Regions from separate parts of the Mus musculus genome. Here all the other regions are linked to region 3. The links are chromatin contacts, called in public promoter capture Hi-C maps. All regions are on one chromosome and are shown on one strand. Each heading gives the region's core, a stretch centred on a gene start, on an enhancer-like site or on the middle of the called end of the contact. The rest is flanking DNA. Distances are from core to core; before and after follow the strand shown. Region 1 overlaps Ppp1r16b (protein phosphatase 1, regulatory subunit 16B). Region 2 overlaps Ppp1r16b (protein phosphatase 1, regulatory subunit 16B). Region 3 holds the start of Plcg1 (phospholipase C, gamma 1).

Region 1 (4,664 bases), core at 977-3,476, 2.0 Mb after region 3:
TCTAAGTCCTAGACTCATTCTTATGCAATGATTCCAAATACCTGGCCAGATGATAAAGTGTTTTGTTTGAGACAGGGTCTCACGTAGCCCAGGCTAACTATGTAGTCAAGGATAACTCTGAACTTTTGATCCTCCTGCCTTAGCCTGCCCAGTATTGAAATTACAGGTCTGAAAGATCACACCAGGTTTACGTGGCCTGGAGATGGAACCCGGGGCATCGTGCATGCTGGGCAAGTGCTCTACCAACTGAACTACATCCCTGGCAGAAGATGGTTTTTCTGTGGTCCAGGCTAGCCTCCAACTTATGATTCCCCCTGCCACAGTTGCCACAGGGCTGGGATTACAGTTGTATGCCACAAAGCCTAGCTGAGGATGTTGTTAAAACTGTTCGCTGAGTGTGGCCTTTGACATAACGCTTGTTTTAAGATGCTCCGAAGGACAGCGTCAGATAGAAGGGAGACCGCCATCTCTCAGATGCTTGGGGTGATGGAAAATCACCCAGACTATAAACATCTCCACGCAAATGATGTCTGAGGGGAGCCTGGCCAGAGGCTAGGACTTTATGTGACCCTCTCTGGAGATGAAGTCTGCATCCGTGGGGCCAGGCAGTTGTACCTCTGGGCAGATGGGGGCCAGGAGCACTGGGCTTGTTCCTCTGGTTTCTTGCTTAGGCAGGAGGCTCATGTTGAGCTTTTGCTAGCCCAGACCTTGCCAAGTGCAGTGACCTAGAGAGGAGGGAGACTGGGATTTAAGGAGAGGGGAATGTCCCAGGCTGCAGCATCAGACTCAGCACATAGAACCCAACAGCACACGATCCTGGCAAGTCACTAGACTTCTCCCAGCCTCAGTTTGTTCATCTGAAATATGGGGATGTTCGAGAGGTTTAGAGAGTCCCTAAGAGCATCAGTGGGTTGGTGTATGGTGATTTGCTTGACTCTGAAGCACCCAACAGACATTGGCTCAGGGGTGGGAGGAGGCTGGGATGTAGCTTAGGGGGTAGAGTGTTTGCCTACTATCGTGAGGCCCTGGGGTTCTATCACTCCAACACCACGAAATGCAGACACAGTGAGGCACACCTTTAATCCTGGGAGGGGGCGGGAAGATTAGAAGTTGAAGATCCTCCTCGGCTGCATAGAGTTTCAAGGCCAGCCTGTGGTACTACACTGACAACAAACAAATGGATAAATAAATGGGGCCAGGTGTGGTGGTGCATATCGCAGCAGGAGATTCAGGAGACAGAGGCAGGCAAGTGCTGTCTGTGATTTTAAGGCCAGCTTGGTCTACACAGTGAATTCCAGGCCAGCCAGGGCTACAGAGGGACTACTGTCTCAAAAATATAGATAGATAGATAGGTAGGTAGATAGATAGATAGATAGATAGATAGATAGATAGATAGAGGAGAGACGGTGCAAGGGAGGGAGGGAGGAACTGAGCGACAGAAGGAGGGGTTGAGGGATGCTGGTGAAATGTAGGTTATGGTGAGAAAAGGTGGAGCTGTGGTGATGCCAGGTCCTCAGAGTATCTTCCCCAAGGTGAGAGCCTCACCTAGCCACCTCACCCACCCCCTTGTCACAGTAACAACGCAGCCTGGTCCAGGAGGGCTGTACCCCACGGATATGCAGCAGACCGGGTTCGGGTACCAACTGTGACCCAGACACCAGCCCTAACAGGAGGCAGCTGTACACAAGGCAGAGCAGCCTCTCCCAGCTGGGCTGTCTTCAGCCACCACAGCTCACATTTAACCCACTCGAGAGCTACCCCCTCTTCGTAGCCATTCCCTGTCCCCTGTCCCCAGTCCCTCTCCTTACCTTGTCAGCTCCTTTAGTGGCCAACACTCTCACCCACCCACACTCACTCATCAGCTACTCTATCATCCCCAGCTTCTCTTATCTAGGGCAGTCACTTTCTAGTTGAATGCCACTTTGGGAAAAAAACAAAAAACAAAACCTGAGTGAATCCCCAGCTTCAGTGGGGACAAACACGTCCTATTCTCTCCCTATCTGGAAAATACTGGCTCCTCCAGCCTGAGCAGCTGGCATGGAGGGACACCGTGTCCTGCCTGCTGTCTTTGAGGCTGTCAGGTGAGGTTACAGGGAACTGAGACAATGGACCCCACGTGGCATAGGCCACAAAACACCTGCAAGCCATCAAGGTCTCACTCTAAAAGGCTAAAAGATAAATCCATGCTGGGCCTGGCAGGGCTCCAACTGTGATGCTCCGGCAGGCTCCACCCCCTTGCCATGCCCGGCCTCTAAGCGGCCCTCAGGCTCTAGAGGATTCCTCTAGAGAGCTGGAAGAGCTTCGCCATGGCTCTGATTAAATCAGAAGGAATCTCATTTCAGGCTTGCCAGAACACAAGTTATTTTCAGTAGCGTAGGCAGCAAATGGAGAAGGAAGCCATGAGCCGGAAGGAGTGACTGCAGACACAGAGCCCGTCCAGCAAGGGTGGCCGCCATGTCTTCTTGACAAAAAAGCTAGGTGCCAAGCAACTTGGGAAAGCTTTAACAAAATTGTCCAGGGTTGAGGAATCTTTTAATAACCAGAGAGCAGATTGCATTGGCTCCAAGAGGTTAGAGAGAGCAATTTACAGACGCTAATTAGGGGCCTGCCAAAGGGGTTTTGTAATTAAGATACACACTGCCGGAGCCAATCCAAACACACAGTCCCACTAGCTCAATAGATCAGAAAAAGTCTATGGTATCACTCAGAAGTAAGTTAAAGGCTGGGTCTTTTAGTTACAGAGACCCTGAAAGATCTCCCTGAGGCAAACACACTTTAAGTGACACATTGTGTAGTGTGTGTGTGTGTCTAGGTGGGAGGTGGGGGTTGGGGTGGGGTGAGTGGGGTCAAGCTGTTTTACAGGCTTTCTCTGTGTAGCTCTGGCTGTCCTGGAACTCATTCTGTAGAGCCTTGAACTCAGAGGTCAGCCTGCCTCTGCCTCCTGAGTGCTGGGATTAAAAGCACGCACCACCGCGGCCCTGCTTGTTACAAAACAAACCTACAAAACAAACCGCCGTCTCTTTCACACTAAAGGGAAGGTGAGTACAGTAAGAACAACCCTCAGTGTGAATGACTGACAGGTTAGTAAAGAGCAATAGAGTGGATACAGTCAGACGGCGAGCAGCAACAGGAGAAGGAAGACCAGGAAGACATGCTAACTTTGCTTCTGGCCTTTTGTGACAGAGACCAGAAGCAAATAACAGCAATATTTACCTCAGCTATGCTCCCCTTCCCAGTCTTCAACTCTGAATATTACAGTTTCCCAAGGAACCTTGAGTCCAAAAGAGTTGAAGTAATTTGCCCCTGGCTATGGAATAGAGGCTAAAACTTAAGAGTCACATGATTCCATGCTCTGAGCCTCAAGGCCTACCCCGGCACTGCCCTCTCTCACCCACAGGCCCTTTCGAGTCCACTTCCCCCGTCATCTGCTCCTTGAAAGCTGTTTTATTATCTCCATGGGAGCGAACGGCACCCGTGAACTAATAACCCATTGCATCTGGCTGTGGCTTACTGCTTGGTCCCGTCTCTGTTTTACACTGACCCAAGATATTGTATATGCAGTAAAATATTATGAGATCACATGAATCACTGGCCTGCTCTGGAGCTAATAAGCAAGAAAATCCATGGTAAGCACAAGCCCACGCCCAGCACTGAGTCCTGACTGCCTCGCCATCTTCGAGTCCATGCCAACCGGACGCTCGGCATTCCCTACTCCAGGCTGCGGTGTTTGGGTCATGCAGCAGATCTGGGGACTTCAGAGGCATCTGCATCTGACCATCAGTCAGCGTGACTGCCGGGAGCCACCGGATCACGTTGTGAGGATTTCGGTCTAAAGAAAAGCTGCCAGCCCCATTAGATTCAGCCTAGTGGACACACCGTGGGGATTCCTCAGCCACAAAATGAAGAAAAGCGGCTGGGCTGAGAGCTGGAGACTAGTTCTCAGCACCCATGTTAGGGTGCTCACAGGGAATCCAACACCTCCTTCTGGCCTCGATGGGCACTCACCCACATCTTGCACACACATGGGCACACAAAAACAAATATGTAAATGAACCTTTAAAGAATAATTTAAACATCTGAAACAGAAAGGAGACAGTTACAGTGTTGGCAGGGCAATGGGCTGAATTAGAGAATGTCGTGTCAAGCAAAACAAACCAGACCCAGAAAGACAAAATAGTGCATGTTTCTCTCACATGTGAAACCCGTGTCTATATACACACACACGTACATTTACATATGCAGATATATACCTATATTTATGACAAGAAAATATAAGAGGAGCTATTTGAGAAGAGGGGAAAAAGGGAGTGGAGAATAGAGACAGGGGAGGGGTCAAGGCAAGAATATGGTCAAAGTACATAATTCATTTGAGCACACTATCATTAGGAAGCCCATCACCTTGTATAACAAATATATACTAATAATATTTTTTAAGTCTAGAATGAATATGAATGGTGGATTATAACAACAGTGGCCACCCCTGAATGGTGCCTTTTCCCACATTGGTGCTGAACTAAGCCACGTGACTCATTCTACCCAATGAGACATCAGTAAGTATGATACAGACAAAGGCTGGGCAGACACTTGCGCACTGGTGTTTGCCTTCTTAGAGCCCTAAGAGCACTGTGCTTGATGAAAATCACATGGAAGAAGATTCACACTAG
Region 2 (4,763 bases), core at 1,955-4,454, 2.0 Mb after region 3:
CAAGATAGCCTGGGCTAACAGTATGAGACTGTGTCTCAAAAAAATAATAATAATAAAAGTAAAAAAAAGAAAGAAACCTTTTTCAGCCATCACCTCAACCAGGAGTTCTAAACATAGAAAGAGATCAGAACCAATGAAAGTCACTCTTTTATATATTTAATACACACTAATAAAAACTATTGAAACCAAACCTGGTAGTATAGGCCTGTAATCTCCTCTCCCCTGCCCTCCCTCTCCTTTTCTCTCCACAGGAGCCGGAGATGGGAGAGCGGCAAGTTCAATACCAGCCTGAAAAACTTTGCAAGACTCTGTCTCAAAAGAAAGAAAAATCTGGAGGCACAGTTCATTGGTAGGGGGCTTGCAGCATGGGCCTTTGCAGACAGCAGAATACAGCCTTTCCATGCCTTTAAAAAAAAAAATCTTCAAAGGTTTCTGAAGAAAAAAAAAAAAAGCATCAGTCTGATGCTCATAGGTGGTAACCTCTTTAGAGCCATGCCAGTCAGTCCCCCTGAGGTTCCCGGCCTGGGGAGGGGGACAGCGATGGTATTTAAGAAGAAATGTAAAAGCATCGCTTGGTTTGGTGGCTGTGTTCACAGCTACTGTTTATTTATGGAGGTGACATGAAATTTCCTTTTTTTTTTATATAACTTCATTTCAATCTACAACTAGTGGCTTGATAGTAAAGCAAAATGAAATAGTGTCAGAATTCAGTGTTGGCAGGATATGTAAGTCACTGACATTTGGGGAAGCCGCCTCACAACGACAACTGGTTCTCATGACAACCGTCTTAGAGGAGAACAACTCACATGGGTTTGGGGGGCGTGTTCTGTGGTTTAGTTTTAGTGGTGGGGGGGGGGGGGGGAACCCAAGGCCTTCCATATGCTCTCTGCCGCTGAGTTGCAGCCTCGATCCTAGAAGCACCCATACGAACCCAGCCAATACCTTTCAAGCATTTGCCACACACCAGGACTGTGCTAAGGGATGAGGAAAATAGCTGGTGAAAGGCAGACATGGTCCCTGTCTCACTGATGTATGGCAAACGGGCAAGGGAGTACAGAATGAGCAGCAGCGGAGGCAGGGGCCTGACTCCTACCATGATGCTCTCTCTACAAGCTCCAGACAGTCAGAACTTGTTTACTGTATTGCCCTCTTTGCTCTGGGCGAAGAATTTAAGGACAGTCGACCAGCCCCCTAGAGAAAGCTAGGGACAGCATCTCCCAAGAGCAGTAAAAGGGGCCAGGGCATATTTTCTGTGACTTTGCCCCTCCCACCTTACCCCTTGGGTTCCCTTGCAGCAGGGCCCCAGGACAGTTCCCTCCTGACTGCTAGTTTTCAGGTGACCTAGTTTCCCCCAATAGACCCACACACCTCCTCCGCCCCCATTCGAGAAAACCCTGCTCACGCTAATTAAAGAATTGCCTGGTGCAGGCCAACAGCAGCCAGGCAGCCGCACTCCCTGCGGCCTCCCAGCCCCCCACCCCCACCCCCTGAAGGACTCTGGCCTGGGTGCTGGGAGATCCCAGGAATTCAGGACTCCATTGAGCTTGGAGGTGGCTTCAAGAGACTCTTGCATCCCAGTCCATACTTGGACAGTGGAAACAGAGCAAGGTTATCTATCTGGCCCTGGGAGAACAACAATCTCAGTATTTTAAGGAGGCCAGGCTTCGAGGTAAATCAGTGGAATGGCAATATTTTAAGCTTGGTGCATGGTGAAAGTATCAATGAACCATCACACAGGCCTGTGAGACCTCAGCTCATAAAGGGACTGGGCTGGGGGTATGATATGGGGGTCTGCGCAGGCAATGAGGTCATCAGGAAGTGTGTGCAAGTGTGAGAAAACTGAGTCCAGGGGAAGTAGGGTGGGGTACTGACTTTCCCCAACATCTGGGCCACATACCAAAATAGCTCAATTGTGACCAACAGGAAGTTTAAGGCCAAGGCATTGGGCCCTGGGAGAAGCGGGAACAGGCCACCAAGGTGTCGTCACCTTACCCCCCATCCCCCAGGCTGGCAGAGTCTTAACTTGGTTCTTCTCTATGCACACACTCATCCTTGCTGCCTTGAGGAGAAGGGACCAGGGTGCGCATCTGGGCACCGTGAGATTGGCCCTTAAGGGGAAGAGTGCTCAGTGGAAGCGGAGCCATGGGATAGCAGGAGGCACAACAGATGAAAGGCTGTTGGTGGGGTTGCTCCTGCTACTGAGCGTACTCCTGAGAAGAGCACAGTAATGGGAGGTCTTAGAACTCCTTCATTATCCTGAGCCCTGATTGGTCAGAGGTCTTGGTAAGGGCCTGAGCCCAGACAGGGATTGGTTCTAGGGCAGGCCTAGGCCTTAAGTTGGCCCAACCAGAAGCTTTCTCTTCCCTCTGTCTGAGGAGCCAGGAGACTGAAGCCAAGGTGCTCTGAAGGCAGTCTCTACATGCAGCCAGTGCTTGGTGGTAAAGGAGATGAATAAGGGGTCCTTTGAACAATGAGACGCTGGACTCCAGCTAGCCAAACCAACACACCTCATATATTATATAACCCAGTTCCTTATTACCCAGAATATCTTAAAGTGCGGCAAGGATGCTTTTAAAGATGCAGGTCTAGGGACCCCAGGAAGGGTTGTGGCCTCTTGCAGAAGACTATTATCAATATGCGGACTTTCCCCTACAAAGGCCATTACAGACTCAACAGGTCTAAGTGGAAGGCCAGCCTTGAGGAAGGGAAGAAGGTCAAGGCTGGGTTCCAACAGCATTCATGTGTGTTGACTTGGGAGAAAGGACACACACATGCACACGCACACAGGCGCGCACACACACACACACACACACACACACACACCACACACACACACACACAGGAGGGAGCAGCTGATTGACACATCTTTGGAATCAAGCCTACCAGTTTGAGAAAAACAACACGAGGGAAGGTGAATTCGAATTGAAGAGACTGTCGAACATGAGTCAGAGAGAGAGCGTTTCAAAGTTCACACTGTTAAAATGTTCGGCTTTTTCTCCCAGTTCCTCGGCTATTCTTCTCGGCGGTCTTGGCAGGCGCTGCGGGAGGAAGGGCCACGAGTGCTTTTCTCCTCGTGTTTCCTGTGCCACTGAGCATGAGGGGAAAAAGAAAACAAAACAAACAGCCCGGGTGGGCAGCGGCGGCGGGGCGGGCGGTGCCTCCTCCCTTCCAGCTCTCACTCAGGGCTTGCTTCTTCACTAAAGGGATGCACACCCCCGCCCTCCCACAGTACAGCTGCATAACATCACCCTCGAGAGCTCGAGATGCTCCACGCATGAGCAAGGAGACTTGCTCCAGATATCCGAATTAGCAATCTCCTCTGTCCCTCCGGCCCCACCGTCAGGGGACTCGGTGCACTGACTGTCCTACTCCTGCAAGAATGACCCCTTTAGACTCTGGGCACAGTCACCATACCCAGGCCTCCTGGTTCTAAACCTGATGGAGGACCAGGGTCCCCAAGGAACTGCTCCTCAACTCTACTTCTCCCAGACATGTCACTTCATTCAGATCTCTTAATGGTGACCCTGAAGCTCATTTACAGGGTTTCACATTTATAAAGAAGAGAGGCAGAATTCATAATTCATCGGAATAAAGAGTGACCAGATAACCCATGGCCCGGGCTCTCTCTGGAGATGAATCATGGTCAGCTCTGGGGCACCAATGACATTTCCTTGGACTAGTTGAGGACACTGGTTGCTTCAGCCTCAGGTAGAATCAGACTTGTGGGCAGGTAATATAGGGATGCTGTCAGCCAGGCCTGAGGGAAAAAAACTTCTAATGCAAAATCAGAGGCCAGCCCTAGAACAATGTTGGGGTCCCTCTCCCCTATACTCAATAACCACCCATCAGGCTGCAAAGAGACAAGGGCCAGCGGTGTGGTAGACAGTTTCCCAGGAGCCCCAATCCTGACTGGGCTGGGAAAGCATCCAACAGAATAAGGATTTTGCTGAGCATGTCTGGAGCCCGCATCTGACAACACAACCTGTCAGGTCCATTCCAAGCAGATGATGGGTTGATGTTTGGGGTTGGCGCTTCATGTAAAGGTGAGATGGCCTCCTTAGGCTTCCAAGAGATGGATTTCAAAGGGGTCGATGGTTCAGTGGACACAGGAAGCCCATGAACACATCAGTCATCCACACTGAGCCTCCTGTTAGACACGTGAACCCAGAGAAGCCAGACTACTTGTAGGTAAGAATGCCAGTGTGGGGAGGGGCCCAGGGGACACACACAAAGGACAGGGACATGCAGATATAATATCTGTAAACGTCCCATGTGGTCCCATCAATCACAGTCACCGGTTTCCCAAAGAAGCTTATATAACAGCTAGGTAGAGGGAAATGGGAGTCATATTACGAACACAGTTCCTCCAAGATTGGGGGTGTGGAACCCCCACCCCCATCCCCTGTGCAGAAACAGAAAAAAAAAAAAAAAAAAAAAACTTCCTCCAAAGCCAGAGGATCATTTTCAAAGCAGGCCACCTGCGGCCACAGAATACCCTCCTAGATCATAGGTCATTAAACAAGGGACAGCTGTTGGGAGTGTGAAGAACTCGTCCCCTCTGCACCCCTCCCTGCCATCTGACATTCTTGACCAAGCTTTCCTCCCTTGTACTAACTCTTAGGTTGCTGGAGTCCATTTGGGGCAGTATAAGGAGAGAGAGATTATCAATGGGAAGTGATCAACAATGACTACTATGGCCAAAGAAGAGAGCAGGGACTATGAACACATCAACTGCAATTCTGGTCTACAGCATGCTTGCCTAA
Region 3 (4,390 bases), core at 1,655-4,154:
TGAGGTGCATTCCAGCAGAAGTGGGGCAGGGCTTCGGTGGTGGGCTCCATTTACAAGGTATGAAGTCCACACAGGCTAGTCTGCAGCCTTCATTCTGGACCCCAAAAATCACAGGGTCGGGCCCAATGAAAACATGCATATCTCTGGGTGACTTTTGTGGGTCTGGAAAGGTGACGTCCTCTGTATTCCTGCCACCCATCCTCAAAGACCCAAGTGAGACAAAACGGACTGGATGGTTCTGTCTCTAAGTCCCTTCTTTCTGTCCAGGCCCCAACTCACAATGACATCCAATGTACAAAATTCCAAACATAGAAACTCATCTTACATGACAGGTGAACAGAAGGGTAAACGATGTACGGCAAAACAAGAGTTTCCTCTTTTTTCCTGGGTAATGAATTAAGGAGAACGGGACCCTCTCTCGGCCCTCCTCCCTCAGAGCCCTTTCTTTTTCTAACAGCCACATTAGACCTCCCTCAGAAGCCCCATCCCAGGGTCTAGGAGGACAAGCATCTACCATAGCTACTGCTACTAATAACTGGTTCTTAAACTTCTGTAACGTCTCTGCTCGCATCTATTACATATTTAGTTTGCTTACTTTACACCAACTATCTCACTTCCAAAAGTGACCATTTATAGTAAATATACTTCTTCTAACTTACAGAGGAACCGAGGCTCCGAGAGGGAAAGCACCTGGCTGGGTGACGTACAGCTAACACACTGGCTTCAAATACCATAGCTATCTTCCACTACTGGGCTACACACACGGTTTACAGTGCAGCTGTTACCAAGAGCTAGCTACCGGGGAACTAATGCCACCACTTAAACACAGGAAATACTACAAACGTAAAATGCCATGCCTGCAACCTGATGTCTGAGTGATGTCTCAGGACTACCGGAACTGTCTGCAGTTCCATCCCCCAACACTGAAAATCACTGAAATGTTCTTCCAGCGGAGGCCAGGGCTGATGGGCACTGGTGATGGTTAAGGGCCAATTCTGTCAGACCTGAAGTTTGTAGTTGAGGATGGCTGTCTTACCACAGAAACCTTCCTTCCTCCTCATCTCCTCACCCATCGACACACATGTACACCATCCCCAGGAAGATCTGTGGGACCTTCTCTCCGTTGTTACTTCCTGACACCACCCCCCCTTCTCTAACACAGACCTGGCTCTTAGGCTAGGTCCCTTCAACCATAGACTCTTTGGGGGTTCTTGTAAGAAACATCTCAAAGCCTGGAGTTGCAAAGACTCCTCATCCTGCCTCACACCGAGGAAAATGACTATCAGAAAGAGCCGAGGTTTCTCAAAACTCCTGACTTACTTCTCCCACCAGAGACTTGTGTGTAAACCCACCACACTCAGGTCTGGGAAGGCTACGACAGGAAACCAGAGGAGCAACTCTGGGCTACCCTGTGGTCACGAGAACATCCAACACAAAGGGCTGGACCTCAAAACCCAAGGCCAGGGAACCTTTCTGAATGCAAGCTCCTTGTTATATGCTGCAAGGGCAAAGGAGCCCTGGCTCTAGCTTTGGATGGCTGCCTAGCACCATGGACCTCCAAAATTCAGATCTGGGGCAAAAAAAAAAAAAAAAAAAAAAACCATCCACGGGACATGGGGAGGGGGAAGCAGTCACGGTTTTAGCTTTCATACCCCATCCTCCCAAAGAAGAGGGAGATGAGTAGGCCCGCTCTGCTCCACAACCAGCCCTACCCCAACATCTGCCTAAGTTCTACATGAGGATTCCAAAGGTTCTTGCGCCAATAAGCCCATCCCGGAGCTCTTAGGAGTTTTCACAGACAGCACACTCTGGAGAAATGGCAGTGGGCAGGAAGATCTTGTCGGTTCCCCAGGTTCTCAGGTTGGATGAGGGGGTCCCTGTCTTGGCTTCCCCTCACAGCCACTGACAGCCGCCCGATGCTAAGGGCCGGAATCCCACTCCACTTGTCCAACCAGTGAGGACTCTTAGGCCTCAGGGCAAAGTGCCTGGAACACTCCCCCCCTACTGGGGGAGGGGGTGTCCTATCAGGTGATCCAAGACCCGGATGCCCCCCTCCACCCGCCCCAGAGTGACCACCAGGGACTGGGCGGAGACGGGGCGCCAGGCGCGAGGCCCGAAAGTTTGCCCAAGTGTTTGGGAGGCGGGCAGGCGCGAGGCAGGCCGGAGTGGGGCGCACTTACTGGACCCCTCGATTTTGTCCGCGCCGCGGCTCCATGTGATCTGGCGCGTCTCCAACTTGACCTGGAAGGTCTTCCGTTCTGGCCGCTGCGACTTCTTGGAGTAGAACAAAGTCATGACGGTGCCCACCTCGAGGCTGCGGCAGAGGTGCAGCACCTCGGCTTCGGAGGGTGCGCCAGGCCCGCAGCCGTTGGCGCAGGGGGTCGCGACGCCCGCCATGCTGCAGCGACCTCGGCGACGCAAGCCGGCGGGCCCGGAGCGGCGGAGGCGGAGGCGGTGGCGGCGGCCGGGGAGGCGAGCGGGACCCGGTGGCAGCTCCTGCGGGCGGACGCGGGGCGGGGACTGAGCGCGGGGGCGGGGCGGGGTGAGGCTCCGCCCTCAGCGCGCCGGGAACAAAGACGCTCCTGGGGACGACCCCCGCCCACCGCCGCGCCTGCGCCCCGCAACCCGGGGCAGGCCGCAGCGGGCGGACCTGGACACCTCGGTTCGGCCGAGCTTTCCCCGCGCAGGCCTGACACAACGCGGGGCACGGCCGCCCGTCACGCACGCAACCCCGCCCACAGGCTGCGGCCCGTCGGTCCGACGCGCGCACGGGCCTCCGGCCCACACGGGACCCGCCGCGGCAGTGTGCACGCCTCCCAGGGAGCGAGGGGGCTGCGCGACCCCCAGCCCTCCCGCCGAACCCGGTTACCTGGCAAGGCTGCCGGGCGGAGGGAGCCGCGCCAGCCTGGCCTCCTCACACCCGCGGTGGCGGCGGGGGCGGGCCCTCCGCGCACCCTCTCCGGGGAGGGGCGCACTCGTGGATTGGCTAACAGGCCGTGAGTGACAGCACGCCTGCCACGCCCCCTCTGCGCAGACGTCTTTTGCAAGGGCTTGAGCAGACAGACGGGTTCTAGGGTGGCCTTGGAGTGTGGCCTCTGGGGAGGGGGCCACGCAGGTGTGGGCAGGGCCCTCAGACTCTCGGACGCGGGTCCGGTGGCCTTCGAGGCCTCTCGCGTGGTCCGCTGCCCTCCTCACGCTCCGCCCGCGCCCTACCTGCACTTAGTCTCCGAAGCTCTGGTTTGTCCTCTGCCTCATTTTCCTCTGGACTCAGTGCTGGGCCAGTTGCAGGGTGGCTTCCCCTCTGCGCAGACACAGGTGACCCCAATCCTGGGTCTCCCCTGACCTCCCGACCCAGGCATCTCGTCATCTGCGCCACAGCCTTGCTTGCCATCCTCATCACATGGCCCCTTTCACCCGCTACACCTTCTCTATATGGCAGTGAACTCCTGAATTTGGAAGACCCCACACCTTGCAAGAACCTTTTTTCTTCTCTCCCTCATCCCTAAGTAATCCACTGAGGCTCTTCCCTCCTGCCTTTGGGGCTCTCTCCACTCTACGCACGATCCTGAGGACCCCTCTTCTCTCTGTGTACACTATCCTCTTGGGTCTTGCCTGCATCTGAGCTTCAGAATTTACCACTAAAGCCTTTGAAATTGCGTACGTGAATTCCCACTGTGCTTCAAATCAGCACAGCTTCGTGGCCCAGCAGTCCTGTCTTGCCTTCCCCTATCTCTCCTGCTTCATCCCTCACCGCGGACTTTGCCTCTATTCTCCAGACATGACACCTGTCTGTGACTGTTAAATAACTTAAAATCAATCTTCCAAAAGCCGTTCTCTGAACAGCACGGGTAAACCCGAGGGCATCCCTTGATCCTGCCGTCTGGCCAATGATGAGCAGACAGTTAGTTGGACAGCTACCCTGCAGCTCTGGACAGCATCTGCATTTCAGAGGTGAGAAGTCCCACACAACATCCCCTTGCAGGAAAGCTCCCCTGGGATTCCTGAGACTAGAATTTGTGATGTATGGGTTTGGACAACCCACCCACCTGGGCCACCTTCGCTTTGCCAGGCAAATAGTGACAGATGCGCTATTTCCCTTGAGGGTGGTCTCAAGAACGTCCGAATTCTGTATACCACTGAGGAACTTTGTCCTGAGGGACTGGGGAGTTGAGATAGACTGACTGCCACCTAGTGACAGGCCTCTGATGTAGGCGGAAACTGGACTTGAGGTTGGCTTGCACAACTCATGATCCTAATTATCTTCTAATCAAGGTTTCAGAGCCCCGTGACTTGAAGTCAGGCTATGTAATAAGTGGGAAGCTGAGTGTCTGTGTTCCACAAGAGAGCCCACTGGGTGAGAGGTAATCCTGGTGGCCATTGGCTAGCTGGC

What was found. Promoter capture Hi-C pulls out the DNA fragments that hold promoters and counts their contacts.
Region 1: a contact with region 3 is called in a promoter capture Hi-C map of second pharyngeal arch cranial neural crest, with 7 times the contacts expected there. The contact joins the enhancer-like site here to the promoter of Plcg1 in region 3. A contact is called at or near these places in 5 of 39 promoter capture datasets (the 3T3-L1 cell line, cranial neural crest, liver and 2 more) and 3 of 115 datasets of contacts at active chromatin or transcription factors (cardiomyocytes, pro-B cells and thymic regulatory T cells).
Region 2: a contact with region 3 is called in a promoter capture Hi-C map of hippocampal neurons, with 5 times the contacts expected there. The contact joins the enhancer-like site here to the promoter of Plcg1 in region 3. A contact is called at or near these places in 13 of 39 promoter capture datasets (the 3T3-L1 cell line, the C10 cell line, cranial neural crest and 8 more), 1 of 15 datasets of contacts at CTCF or cohesin (large pre-B cells) and 2 of 115 datasets of contacts at active chromatin or transcription factors (embryonic forebrain and forebrain).

The regions. Positions count from the first base shown.
Region 1 is chr2:158,710,108-158,714,771 of GRCm38.p6, reverse strand. All of the region lies in intron 2 of Ppp1r16b (protein phosphatase 1, regulatory subunit 16B), which reads right to left. Among named protein-coding and RNA genes, the nearest start is that of Ppp1r16b, 45 kb to the right of the region's middle. Within about 2 kb of position 2,226, at least 43 of the 459 cell types and tissues checked have an H3K27ac peak or open chromatin away from gene starts, as enhancers often do.
Region 2 is chr2:158,686,397-158,691,159 of GRCm38.p6, reverse strand. The region is part of intron 1 of Ppp1r16b (protein phosphatase 1, regulatory subunit 16B); the gene reads right to left. Among named protein-coding and RNA genes, the nearest start is that of Ppp1r16b, 22 kb to the right of the region's middle. Within about 2 kb of position 3,204, at least 58 of the 459 cell types and tissues checked have an H3K27ac peak or open chromatin away from gene starts, as enhancers often do. A contact at or near this core is called in forebrain, hippocampal neurons and liver, where this site is marked.
Region 3 is chr2:160,729,824-160,734,213 of GRCm38.p6, reverse strand. It overlaps Plcg1 (phospholipase C, gamma 1), which reads right to left and starts at 2,904. Exons shown (of 34, transcript NM_021280.3): 1 at 2,870-2,904; 2 at 2,181-2,496. The coding sequence starts at 2,397. Gm52567 (a long non-coding RNA gene) reads left to right here and starts at 3,467. Exons shown (of 2, transcript XR_003954082.1): 1 at 3,467-4,390.